Linked DNA regions of Anser cygnoides: region 1 is linked to region 2. Evidence: chromatin contacts called from public Hi-C data. All regions are on one chromosome and are shown on one strand. The core of a region is the stretch at or near the end of the contact, and the rest is flanking DNA. Distances in the headings are between cores, read along the strand shown. Region 1 holds the start of SLC25A16 (solute carrier family 25 member 16). Region 2 holds the start of LOC106032013 (nucleolar RNA helicase 2-like).

Region 1 (4,075 bases), core at 615-3,114, 140 kb after region 2:
AACCTTGGTTCCTGGCTCAGTTCACCTTGGGAAGCAGTATCTGTACTGTTGTGTGGTGCTAGAGAGCTCAAGATGCAGTAGTAGCAAGGTATTAAGACTTCCCTAGATGTTTTCAGTTTGCAAGCCATGTCTTTATGGGAGAAAGAAAAAATAAAGCTTCAAATTCCTGAGTCTTGTGTGTAGAAGCTTAGGACTTATGGTGGCTTTGGATACAGGTTAGGGCAAATGAACAGCTAGACAGATACCACTTCAGGTCAGTAACCTGTAAAGACCAGAAATAAATATAAAGAAGAAAAAAAAACTTACCCTAAAGCCTAGAGGTGTGATGCTTGATGAAAACTTGAATGATTATCTCAAAACAGAGCTAGGCATGCCTGAGCATTTTAAGAGTAATGAAAATAATCTTTCCAGAAACAACTGCCATGAGAACAGTTTACCTAACTGTTGTCTTGATAACTTGTTTAAATCGATAATCGCTTGAAACATCTTAATAAAAACAAGCATCTTTAACAGTGCAACAAAGGTGTAAAAATAGAAAGTAATGACATCTATCAACAAAATTACCTACTACCCATTTGAGTTTTTCTTCCACTTTGCAGCTGTTCTCTTGAGTGTCTTGACTTCCATGTCTTCCCCTGTTGTACGGTCAATCTGCCAGGGAAGGCTGACAGTGTCAGGCGTGAGTGTAACTTGAGTGACATTAAAAATGCTGATGACTTTTAAGGATGGGTCATAAAAGAGAGTCACCAGAAAAATTCTGCAAAGGGCATAAACATTTCAAGGTAAGAAGATGAAGTCATAGTAGTAAGAATGTTAAGATTTAAAGGTGTAAATAGAGTTTAAAAAGTTTTAGGCTAAACACAAAGTTCACTGCTGAATTTAATTGTGGTAGTGTTTCTCTGAGGAGATGTTCTGTTTAATTTTGCAATACAAGTTTCTTCCTGCTTTTCTAAAAAGTACCCGGTCATGGTGCACACTTCCCTAAATTACAAGGTCTGACAAAGTTTCTTCCTGAAATACCTCACCGCTGTCGAAAATAAGCAACAGGACATTTATGTGGTTATCAAATTTTTCAAGCTGTGAAACTCTAGAAGACTTTCATCTGTCAGAATCATTGCAACACTTGGGTGAAAACAGTAGATAGAAGAAATTGTTTACCATTGGGGCTGTCCAAGCAGTGCGACTGAGCCTCAGTTCCTGAGCAGAATCCCAAAAGAACACAAATTGACTGTGGAAAATTGTATGAACAGTTACTATAAACCTGGGTATTCAAATAACTCATAATAGGATAGTTGATTTTGCATTGGAGACTTAACAGGGTGACCTGAACAAAAACTATGGATTGCTGGTTTAGTAAATGTTAAAAGGCTTGAGTTGGCTGCTGTAAAGGGTATTTTATATTCTCCCAGCAAGAGAAGTCTCTGCATATCTCTGCTATGTATTTTATTCTTGGAAAAAAATGCGTATTAAAACAGCTACACCCCAAATAAGTAATGATCAAACATGTAACCAACTGAGAGCTGAAACAAACTTGTTCTTTAAGCAATGTACTCTGTTAAAGGAAAAAAAAAAAGTCTGTTGAATGCAGTTTGACACAAGCTGAAAGCAGAATGTTCTGAACACTTGCACCTCAGCTCAATGCATATGGGGCAGAAAGTGCAAGAAATGTGAGTAACTGCAGAAAATGTATTGAAAAGCTGACAGCATTAACTTGCTCGCTGATGTCTGGCTTCGGGTACACTCCTTGCCTGTGATGTGTGCATTGGCATTCATTGCATGCTGAGCTCCTGTCCTCTAAATGGTTTCTGGTAAGCCCTCTGCAGTGTATTCATCAAAGACGCTGTGGACAGCCTAAGAAGTTGCGCAACACTCCTGATGGCTACAAATACGATGCTGGTTTTGATCGCTCTGATTCCAAGAAAGATAACTTTTTCGTTGCAGCGTCTACCTCCCTTTCTGATGCATTTCGAAACTCGAGCGTGGACGCGCTCAAGAACACGAAGCCACTCTCGCAGACGGACGCTGTTTAAATGCTCGTTGTGCGGCGGGCTCGAAGCGCCGGCCCAGCGGCGCATGGGGCGCGGGCTGCACCCCGCACGGCCGGCCTCGCTTCTGCTCTCCTCTGCTGTGCTCCTCTCGGGCGGGACGCGGCCGGCTCTGACGCCATCTGCATGCGCCGCAGCGCGGCCCGGCGGCCGGGGCCCGGCGCGGTGGCGGCCGCGGGGCGCGGGCGGCTCCGGCTCCTCCCCTGCACCGCAGCGGCGGCTGCTCCGAGCCGAACCGAGCCGCCCCCCGGAGCCGAGCCGCCGCCGGCCGTGCCCGCGCTGCCCCATGGCCTCCCCGGCGGCGGCGGGCCCCGGCGCTGCGCTGCCGGCCGGTGCGGGTGCGGGTGCGGCGCGGCGTGACTTCTACTGGCTGCGCTCCTTCATCGCCGGAGGTGGGTCGGGGGCGAGTGCTGCCTGCCCCCAGGAGCTGCGGCGGGAGGTGGCTCCCGTGGCGGTAAGGCTCCGTCCGAGGGGTGCTGCCCTCCGGGAGGTGCGAGGGGAGGGGAGCCCTCCTTCGAGGGCAAAGACTTCGCCCAGCGCTGCGGCTTCAGCGGGTGGCGGCCCTTGTCTGCGGCGGCACGTAGACCTAGCTTAGGCAGTGAGGCTGCTGGGGTTTTGTGGCATGCTTCTAGAGGATGTCCCCTAATTGGGGCCTTCTAGACTTCCTATGTAAGTTTCCTCTCACCCACTCCGTTTGAAAATGCATTAGGAAATCCTTTATTTAACTGCTGACTTGAAGAACTTTGGCATCCCATGGCTTTTTTTTCTCCTCTTGGAAAGGTGTCGCAGGGTGTTGTGCCAAAACAACCACTGCACCACTGGATCGAGTGAAGATCTTGCTGCAAGCTCATAACCACCATTACAAACATCTAGGTAAGATGGCTGCGGGCCTAATTTTGTTGTGAAATGCAATGTCTGTCATTTAGGTTTGTTGAGTTATTCAGTGATGAAATGGTGATAAAGGTGCTAATCAGACAGAAGGTTATTTACGTTTGGCAGTCGCTGTGCCGTATATTGCAAGCATTTAAAAACGAAACCAACCAACCAAACGGCCCTTAAACAAGAGATGTTGAGCCTGTACAATTAAGTTGCAGCACTGGTTGACAAGTTAGAGATTGAGATGTCAGAATAATCCTCCATAAGGCGTAAGAGCTGGGGCTTGATCCTCTTCTTACTGAAGTCAGCAGGAGATTGGTAATCACAGGTTCAAAGCTTGGGATCATTTATGTAAGACCTGTCACTGCTGGTAACTGTTACTGTGTTTACTGCCAGTACCGGCCTGCAGGGCTTGTGGGAGTGGGCACTTTTCAGAGCTTGGTGGTCCTTGCAGAGGGGCTGGTGATACCACCTGATATCAGGACCGCTGAGTCCTGTCAGGCTCATGCACTTACCCTCCTTGACAGCAGCGTGATTGATGGGAATTGAAAATAAAAGTGGACTGGTGCTTTGCAAAAGGTGCTGGTGATCTGCATTCGGCATCTGTGTTACATCATGGTGAGAGAGTCAACTCAATTGTCAGCATGTTCAGAACCGTTCGCTGTGGGGCTGTAACAGTGCCCTCTTGTGCATAATACTTGAGATATTTTGTCATATGGTCTTGAAATATGTCCTAACTTATGTCCAGAAATTCAGATGGGTGTCCAGAAAAAAATCATCGAGTTAGTTAACATTACATGAAATGAAACTTCAAAATTTTTAACTTAAAGACTAAAGATCATGTTTTTAAGGCTGGAAAAATAAATCTTGCAACAAAATTCAACGGATGTATATTAACTTTGATGTACGAAAAAGGGAAGCACGAAGCATGTGGCAGCTTGGTAATGCAGTCACATAAGTACACATTCAAATCTTCACTCTAACAATGGAAAGCTGAAATAATTGGTTTGACTAATATTTTAAATTATTACTTTGGTTTGTACTGTGCCATAGGTGGCACTAGATAAGGCAGAGTTAAGACTAGACATAGTTAAGTTTTGTATTCTTCTCCACTTAGAGAGTTAAATACGATTCTGATTGTTAGAAACGTGTCT
Region 2 (3,835 bases), core at 582-3,081:
TCACTTCAATATACACTGTAGCAGCACACTGACTAAAACGTTAAGTGTGCTGAAAAAAAAACTACCCATGCCAATGCTGGGTGCTTTGTGAAGCATCAATCATCACAGAAAAAAACGCAAGCAACAGTAAACAACATGGCTAAATAGACTTAAAAACAAATCCTAGGAATGAAAATATTTCCCCCAACAAAAAAAGTGAATTATGTCAAGCAATTTTAAAAAGACAGAAATCAAACAGAAATAGTCAGATAAAAATACTACCCCAGGAACGCTTAAAAATACTTACAGAACTGGTCCGATGATACACTGTATTACGCTAAGAAACAACACCTTACAAAGTGATATTTAGCAAGATCATAGATAGAAACAAATTAACATTTAATCCTTCTTTTTCAACGAGCTAAAAAAATAAATGTTACTTTACCCAAGAAATACCCATACTATCAAAAATAAGTCAATTAAAATGTATTTCTGGCCATGACAGTCACATCTAACAATGCTGAATCACATTAAAGTACCCTCTTGCTGCAGCTCACCAACAACTGCTAACAGCTACAACAGCACTGGACTACTGAAGTGAGGAAACCATGGCGCGCTGATCTGGAACTTCAGCACTTTCAGAATTTAGAACTTTTGCAAATAACTGACAGCAACGGCAGGCCAAGCAACTTGAAAGTTTACAGCAGACTTCCCATTGATTGAAAGAGGAGGAGGAAAGGAAAAAAAAAAGAAATAACGTGTTCTAAATTTAATCTTGTTGTAGCACAGGAGTTGAAAGCTGACCTGATAACTGTTGGTAAATCAGTTATTACTTTTACCTGCTCTTGGTCGCTGTCACAGTCCCCACTTGATGTTTCGCTGGAATTACGGGGCCGCTTTTTGTGGGCAGATTTAAGGGTGAGGGAAGATAACCTGGCGTTCTCCGGGCTATCTCCTCCGGCATCACCGTTTTGCTTCTCTCTGCTCTTTGCTTTCTTGACTTTCGGCGAATCGAGCTCATCCTCCGACTGCTCGCTCTCATCTGTCTGCGATTTCCTCTTCCGAGCCTTGTCGCGCCGCTTGGCTTTCTTTTCTTTCTTCTCCTTCTGGGGAACGACACTCGCGTGAGTACCAACCCGCGCATCACCCGAGCCGCGGGGAACCGAGGCAGCACGAAGAGACGGCTCACAAACGAGCCGGCTCACAACCGGCCGCTCCCCCGGGGGCTCGCGTAACTCGCCAAAACCCTCCCATAAAAAAAGAAAAAATCCCAAACCCCGCCCCCTCCGCGCATGTGCCGCCGGGAGCCGGCTTCCCGACCGCGGCACACGCGGCGCTGTGGCCGAGGGGGCTTAGGAGGACCCGGGAGCCCCCCCGGGCGGCTGCTCCGGCCGGGCCAAGCCTCGGTGCCCCGGCGGGGGCGGCAGGGCCCGGCTGAGGGGTGGCCCCGAGGCCTCCCGGGGTCCTGGCCGAGGCCACGCCGCCGCGCACGTGGCCGGCACGGCCCAGGGGAGCGCGGGGCTCGGCCCCGGCCCGGAGAACGGCGGCGGGGCCCGGCCTAAGGCCGCCGCCGGCACCGGAGGGCTGAGGGGTGGGGAAGGCCCGGCCCGGCCCGGTCCGGCCCGGCCGCACCGGCTGCGGAACCCCCCCGGAGCCGCTCCCCGGTACCTTGCGCCGCCGCCGGCCGTTGCCCGTGGCCGCCTCGCTCTCCATGGGGCTCTCGGAGCCCGCCTCAGCCCCGCTGCCGGCGCACAGCCGGGTGGCCTCGGGCATCGCCGCTCTGCTCCGCGCCTCGCCGCCGCTCCCCGCCGCCGCCGTGACAGGAACGCGCCCCGCCCCGGAAGCCGCCCGCCGTCCCGGCCGGCGGCAGCCAACCGCCTGCCGCCCCGCCCCGCGGACTACAACTCCCGGCGTGCCTCGGGACAGCTCCCGACAGCCCCAGCCAATGACCGTGCGCCGCACCTCGATCGTGAGGCGGCCGCCATTTTGGGAGTGCTCCTGCCCTACCCAGCTCCGCCGCGGGGGGGGAGGGATTGTGTGAGAGGAAAAAATTAAAAAAAAAAAAAAAAAAAAAAAAAGGCAGGGCTCCCGCCGGACGAGGGGTTTGTGCTCCACCTCGCAGCCAGGGATATTTCCTCAAAATGAGTCTCCTGTGGGTCAAGGTCGATAAAAGACCGTGCAGGCTGAAAGCAGCGCAGCCTGCCTTTAGCTACAGGAAGAAAGCAGGAATAAGAAATCAGAAGGAGTCTCAAAGACTTAAGTCCTGTGTACCACATAAAACCACGCACAAGCAAGCCTAGGAGGACTGCCGTGATTTATCCCCAAAACAGTGAGAAAGCTTCAGGATTCAAGCAGTGTTTGTGGTAACAAGGTGCGTGCCCAGCTAGTTTCTTTGCGTTGTTTGCTGACAGGAGATGGAGCCTAAAGCCTGCCACTGTTTCTGGTTGTCCACAAAAAAAGAATTACAGCATCAAACAGTCCTGCATGAGTGGTACTGTCCCGCTAGAGCAACACATACCCTTTCCAGATTAACAACGGGATCTGAGTGAAGTATATCAGTCGTCACTTTTATTAGACATAGGGATGCAAAAACTAAAGATGAGAGCAACAGAAATGTTCATTAGATCTCCACACTTCTAACAAACAGCTCTGATTTAGAGGCAGCCTCTCACTGTGACCAGTCATAGTTACAGTATGGTTGTATTGTTACAAAGAAAAAAGTCTACATAGCTCATTAAAAACCTAATCAAACATTCATGACCACAGTTAGCTGAAGCAAGGAATTTTTTGGTGATTGTCCTCCCACTCTGTCCTCCTTTTAGCATTATTATTCTTTTAGGATCTGGCAGGAAGCTTCATCTTCTTTTCAGTCCATCTAAAACAACAGAATTATTAGATGTCAGACCTCATACTCTAAAAATAACCTGAATTGGCTTAGCTTCTGGTACCTCAGATGGCACCAATACAATCAGAATGACCCTTTAAATACTTTTTGCTAAAGAACAACCAAGAGGCTTCAAGTGTCCATGTCCAAATAACATTAAAATTCTGCTTGAGAGAGTGCACAGCCAAAAAGCTGCTTAAGAGGGGAGAAAAAAAAAACAAAACAACACTTTAGAAGAATTTCCTTAAAAATGGTAGTATGTGATTTGTTCCTTTGTGTACAAGTTTCTCAAGGTGACAATACATGTCTAATGAGAACTTGAGTGGTTTAATTGTACTTAAATACCAGTCATTTAAGGTCTTAAGAACATATGATGCTATTAAAAATTGATATGATTTTTTTTCCTCACAGCATTTTATCTTACATTCCTGTCACTTTAGTCAACAGTTTTGTAAGTCTTACCCACATGCAACTATGTGAAATATTGTTTCATACTGGTTCGTTTTGTTTACAAATTTTCAAAAATCCACCTGAAAAAGTTACCTAGTTACAAGCAACACCTACCCTATGAAGGGAAGAGAAACCTCTAGGTCAGGTGGTGGACACATTCTCCAGTCTGTTGTGAGCAATTTTGATGATATTTTGTACTTTAAATTATGATTGAACACCTTCATAAAACACTTTTTATTCTTCATCTACAACTGGGAAAACTCTGGCAATATTGGTAACATTATACGGTATGATCAATAGAAGCTGAGTGTTATTGTTAACAGGACCATATTGAGTTTATCCATCACCATGTTGCTTAACATTTCTGCACTTGTCTACATCTCCCTGTGTAAAGTAGAGCTCATAATATGTTCTTGTCTCATGAAAGCAAAATATAAACAGCAGCATTTGTATAGCAGACTTAGGGAGAAAGTTCACATAAAAAGACATGGTAGAACTATGCATTTTAAGTATTTCTGGGTC

What was found. A called contact is a pair of places that touch in the nucleus more often than the background predicts.
Region 1: a contact with region 2 is called in a Hi-C map of granulosa cells, with 2.2 times the contacts expected there. The contact joins the promoter of SLC25A16 here to the promoter of LOC106032013 in region 2. A contact is called at or near these places in 3 of 7 Hi-C or Micro-C datasets (granulosa cells and liver).

The regions. Positions count from the first base shown.
Region 1 is chr7:25,766,060-25,770,134 of Taihu_goose_T2T_genome, forward strand. It overlaps SLC25A16 (solute carrier family 25 member 16), which reads left to right and starts at 1,865. Exons shown (of 8, transcript XR_010832680.1): 1 at 1,865-2,437; 2 at 2,826-2,918. It overlaps TET1 (tet methylcytosine dioxygenase 1), which reads right to left. Exons shown (of 14, transcript XM_067000169.1): 2 at 565-651.
Region 2 is chr7:25,623,718-25,627,552 of Taihu_goose_T2T_genome, forward strand. It overlaps LOC106032013 (nucleolar RNA helicase 2-like), which reads right to left and starts at 1,832. Exons shown (of 15, transcript XM_048069402.2): 1 at 1,648-1,832; 2 at 819-1,085. The coding sequence starts at 1,752. It overlaps STOX1 (storkhead box 1), which reads right to left. Exons shown (of 5, transcript XM_067000180.1): 5 at 2,526-2,854. The coding sequence ends at 2,815. It overlaps LOC136791209 (a long non-coding RNA gene), which reads left to right and starts at 1,823. Exons shown (of 4, transcript XR_010832690.1): 1 at 1,823-2,350.